Linked DNA regions of Sander lucioperca: region 2 is linked to region 1. The links are chromatin contacts, called in public Hi-C maps. All regions are on one chromosome and are shown on one strand. Each heading gives the region's core, a stretch centred on a gene start, on an enhancer-like site or on the middle of the called end of the contact. The rest is flanking DNA. Distances are from core to core; before and after follow the strand shown. Region 1 holds the start of mia3 (transport and Golgi organization protein 1 homolog). Region 2 holds the start of hlx1 (H2.0-like homeobox protein).

Evidence for each region. A called contact is a pair of places that touch in the nucleus more often than the background predicts.
Region 2: a Hi-C map of liver shows a contact between it and region 1, with 2.6 times the contacts expected there. The contact joins the promoter of hlx1 here to the promoter of mia3 in region 1. A contact is called at or near these places in 2 of 2 Hi-C or Micro-C datasets (liver and muscle).

Annotation. Positions count from the first base shown.
Region 1 is chr19:11,586,569-11,589,311 of SLUC_FBN_1.2, forward strand. mia3 (transport and Golgi organization protein 1 homolog) reads right to left here and starts at 1,343. Exons shown (of 26, transcript XM_035995509.1): 1 at 1,119-1,343. The coding sequence starts at 1,239. The region is part of intron 1 of taf1a (TATA box-binding protein-associated factor RNA polymerase I subunit A); the gene reads left to right.
Region 2 is chr19:11,721,636-11,724,378 of SLUC_FBN_1.2, forward strand. It overlaps hlx1 (H2.0-like homeobox protein), which reads right to left and starts at 1,325. Exons shown (of 3, transcript XM_031322554.2): 1 at 660-1,325. The coding sequence starts at 1,101. The region is part of intron 2 of LOC116066478 (a long non-coding RNA gene); the gene reads right to left.

The DNA of each region.
Region 1 (2,743 bases), core at 93-2,592:
AGCTGGAACCAATTAATTTGGGGCATTGTTCTGGCTTAAAAAATATTTACAACTGATTTATTGTTTATCAAAATGAATGCCAAGTTCTTTTCTGTCACTCTATTTCTTGTTTTGGCTCTACAATGTTGTATTTTCACAAAACATGCAACACAAAATTAGACAAAAACTGACTGAACTGAAAGGTATGGCAAATAAGCAAAGAGTTTAGATCTGCATTGTCTGTATGACATGCCACTGTCATGGTTATAGTCGACTTTAGCCTCAGACGTTGGTTTAAAACATTCAAGCAGAGTACCTGATCATATTATGCCTTTCTTTGTTTTATGTTAATGTGTCTAATCTTTACTGTTTTATTACTCAAAACTAGCTTCTCCTTTTGATAAGTCGCCAATAAAACAAGGTCTTATTACCTACACCAGCCTTTTTGTTGTTGTTGTTGTTGTTGTTGTGGTATTTTCAGGTTAACATTTTCTATAACAGCAACAACAACAACAGCTGCTATAACGGTCCCTGAGGCTTGTATATGATGGCGTACATCTAGTTAGCAATGCAAACTGGGATATAAAGACAACCTGGGTTAACATAACGTTAATTTAAATTCTTATTTCACCTAAAGCTAACGCTAAATTTAAATAGTTTGCTGGTTAAACTACACAATCTAGAGTAACGTTAGTCTGTGTTTATAACATTAGCTAAGGAGAGAAGTACGACCAATGCCTATGTGACTTAACAATAGAGTTAGCCAACATTAGCAGAGATTTTGCCCAAAGCCGGCCGGTGGCTAATTAGCTAGCTGCTAACATTAGCCACCACTAACCACCAAGCTGGGCAGGCCGGAGCTGCCAGGCAACCGGCCAACACTACGGGCTACGTCTGAACAAAACACCCCCCCGCGATAATACCAACAGTTAAGATTAGCATGCGCTGATTTCAACAAGCAGCAGACGTCTGCACAGCATCGGAACTACTACAGGTGGTTATCCAGGTCACAAATATCGACTGGCAACAGGTCTGGAGATAAGGCGTAGTTTATGGCTAGCTGTAACGTTAGTATCGGGATGTGGGAAGATGCATCCCTGAAGTCCTGATGAGCTAGTAGTTACAACAATCAAACTTACTGCTGCACTCCTCATCTGCGCATCTCTTAAAGTCGGAGAACCTTTTTTCCAAGGCTGCAGTTGAAATAAAATTAAATAAAAGTAATAAAAGGCCCTGTCGGTAGAAGTGTTTTGCTGCCATGCTGGCACTTTCTGTGGACTGGCTTAACTCTGCTGCTGGAGCATGAAGCACTGCGAGCTGAAGGAGCCGACACGTCAGCAGATCAGATCCGGCTGGGTGTAGGCACGGATAGGTTTACAGGATATAAGGTTTGGATTTGGCTGCTTCATGTGACTGTGGGAAACAACCTCAAACAGATGCAGTGGAAGTAGAGAAATCAGCCTCATCATTGTGCAGTTGCTTCTGGAATCATCCAATAGGCCTAGCTAAATCAGCAAAGACATCTACAATATGCACAAAAAGATTCAAGAGATTGAAAGTACTCAGAGGATTATGACCGGTGTATTTTAATTTCACATAATCTTCCCCAGAGGCCTCTTTAATCAAATATAGTGTAGACCTATAACCAGCAAAATACAATAAAGAGAAAAAAGGCAGTTACCTTCCAAGTTTGTTAATAGTGATAAATGGGCGTAGTGCAAACAGAAAAACATAACAAACCTGTAATCAATATGGATAAGAAAAATCTTTAAAAAATATCTTATTGCCAACTATTCTGTTTCAACACAAATTACCTTTTTTTATTTTGTATTATCATGTCATTAACAGCCATCGATAACAAAACATCTGATCCATTCAATTTGTGATGATCCATTTATTGTTGGCTCACAGCATTTCTATAGATAGATAGATAGATAAAGTATTCTGTAATGCCAATGGGAAATTGCTGCGTTAGCCAGTTTACACATAAAACCAAAAACAAACAGCATGACACTCAGAGAGGTAAATAAGAAATAACATTATGAAACATAAATAACTAAATTTTGGCAATTGCAAATACCGATGTGGAAAGCAGAAATTACGGCCTTTGCTTAAACATCCCTTCAGCTCATGTTAGGCATGGATGTATTAAGGGAATTTTTTTTTTTTTTACTTTATTATACAATAGTATACAAACAATTAAGGCACAATGTGTGTTTGTACATTTGTCAAAAACACGTTTACAGCTTTGAGGTAATATATACAAAAAAACATAAATAAAGAAAATAAGATACTAGGGGTCTTTTTAGTCCAGTAGGGAATGTAAGTCCAACAAATAAGAGTCTCTTGGCGTTTTCCTTCGTCATGTATTGTAGAGATGTAGCAAAAAGCTTAAGCTTGTTCTTCCAACCGTTGATGTGGGTTTTGACCTTTAAATACTTGCACCTATGAATAAAATGTTTACAATGCTCAATCAAGTTATTTATCAAAAATTCTAGATTCTTATCCTTTAAAAATATTCCAGCTTTAATTGACATTTCGTTTAATGGGTGTAGCAGTATATCTTTAGATTGAAGCCAGCATTGAAAAGACAGCCACAAGTCATTAATCGGTTCACACTGAAAGAAAATATGTTCAACCGTCTCAATATCGCTCTCACAGGAGTTACTTTCCCAATTCAATTTTATATATAGGAAGTGATTCGATGGATACATATCATTTTATATTTTAAATGTCACTTCTTTGGCTTTTGGTGAGAGAGGAT
Region 2 (2,743 bases), core at 75-2,574, 140 kb after region 1:
TGAATGCCTGCTGCTGCTGCTGCCTAGTGAATTCATCATGGAGGACGCGTCGTTCATCCCGGGGTCTATGCAGGAGAAGTACTGGCTGGCCGGAGGCTGAATGGGGATGTGGATCCCTGACTGACGGTTCGAGCTAACGATGGATGTGAGATCTGTTACAAAGCGAGAGATGATGGGCTTCAGTCAGGAAACAAAGAGTCACACTGGCAACCTGGGGGGCAAGATGGTCTAGTATTTAGAGAGACCATCAAACAAATTCAGAGTTCAAGTGTGACTGCTAAAGTGTCTTTGAGCAAACTTCCAGCTGTTTGTAGCTGATCCTGACCTCTGACCTCTCTGGTTAGGGGGCAACAGAGCAGAGGATTTCCCCACATGGCTCACTTCTTAAAGTGCATGATATGAGCTTATTTGGGCTCTTACTACTCTGAGAACAAGCCTGACAGTGTTATAAACTGGTAATTTACATTAGCTGCTTCTAGTTTGTTGCTTTCAGTTTCTAAAGTTTGGACGGTCTTGTTAATGATATCATTAAAAGAAATGGCCATAAAACACATCCCTCCCTATGTATTGTTTTCCTTGGCTGACATGACAGGAAACTTCTCTATAAACACCACAAAACTGTTGGAAAATTCAGCGTGTAATAAAATCTTGATTCTTACCTTTTAATGACGACTTTTCTTTGCCTTTTGGATCAAAGTCTGTCGACAATATCCGATCAATTCCGAATTTGAGGTCTTTGCTTGAAGGCGGGGGAGCTTGTTGGGAGTTAAATGCAGTTCTGACTGATGTTAGCTGTAGTCCGTGTCTGTGGTAAGGAGACGTCGGACTCACCCTCGCGCCGTACACCGATGGCTCGGGCGCGACGGGAGAAGGGCGCAGCGGCGAGCTGCCGGAGTGCCCGTGCTGCGCGCGGTGGTGGTGTCCCATATGCAACATGACGGCCGACGATCCCGGGATGTTCTCTCCATCTCCAGCCTGCAAAATGTCTGCGATGCAAAACGAGGGTTTCTTCATCGTATCCACAGCGAAGCCCCCCGCGCAGTACGCAGACCAGAGGCTAAAATTTGACGCGTAAAACGGGTTCAGCCCGGCCGTGTACATCCCGCAGCCTCTAATGAGTCTTATTGTTTCTCAGAAGAGGGTATAAACGGACAGGCATGTAAAAAAGCAGGGATGGCGTTTTAGGGGGATAGATGACCGTCCTCTTTGTGTCAGTGCCAAAATCGCTCTCCCAACTCTGAAATCCAAACCCTACAGTTCCTCTCTGAAGTTTCTCCGTTGACACTGATTGGTTGCTTTCTGAGCCAATGGCTGTTTTGCATTCGCTCACATCACGCCCTTACAAATGAGGATGATGTGTAGCCAACACAACACCACGCACGCGCGCGCGCACACACACACACACACACACACACACACACACACACACACACACACACACACACACACACACACACACACACACACACACACACAACACACACACACACACACATACATTTTAATCCTGAGATGATGGATTGATCACTTAAAGAGAACCCACACCCATCACCGCACACAAAAACATTATACCCTTTAACTCTCAGTACACTACACATATTTTCCAAAAAGGCACTTTTCAACACTAAATACTTATATTACCCTGCAAAAAATGAAAAGAGCTAATCGATAAATATGCCACTCGGTTGTATTGTATGAAATAGTAAAATATGTATATCTAATCATTTAATTAACTGTACAAAATGGACGTGTAATCAAATGACCCCGCGAGCCCAGGAGGCTCTATTAGCTCCACTCATCCTGTTTTTGATGGGCTGTGATTCGTGTTAAATGAGCGGATATTCCTGCTACATTTGCCCCCAAAATAGAACCTGTTTTAGTATTTTAGGATACAGCACAAATCCTTATTTCTTCCGGAGCAGAGGGGGGGACTTTTATAATGACTGTTAGAACTTCCCTTTTTCAATATTTGTGCAACTTTATCTCGACCTGCAAGTTGCACGGTGACGCAAATCCGTCCCCATGCTCATAATAAACAGAGGAAACCGATTCCCTTCTAAAACCAAAACACAATTAACTTCAGAGGCGATACTTCATCCGCGAGGCCCCACTAGATTTACACGTTGGGTCCTGGCAATAACCTTTTTAGAATTTAAATAGTAGAAATGCAAATTATAATCTTTCCTGCTGCTTTAACTTGAACGAATCTATCTTAACTGACCTGAAACAACGTATTTAAAATATGTGCAATAATAACTTTTATTATCATGTTTGTACGTTTAAGTTAATATACTTTGAATACATTTCTAACTGTCAATAAAAAATGAACTCTCTCGCGCTTTCTCCCCCTCTCCTACTGTCCTGCCTTGATACTGTCCCCCCCCCCACCCCTCCCACAGACTCTCCGATCGCATGTTTCTCTCGCATGTGTAGAAACAATGGCTTCTGAAGCCCGCATTCATTTAGTCTTGATTCATGCGGGCGGAAGCGCCGATGACCCTGACTGCCTCCTATCATGCTGTTTTCGAGTGACACTTTTCCGGGTTAAAATTAGAAATAGAGATTTAACGTTTGCCCTTCATCATGCAGTCAAAACAATCCAGGGAAGAGGATGTAGCAGACGCAGCACGCCTCGAGTTATTTCAGGTGCTGATGAGCTTTTCAGTGGGAAACATTAAAAAGCACAGGCCTCAGATCAGCCTTTACCATAGACTGTAAATCAGGCTTTTACAGACCGCCGCTG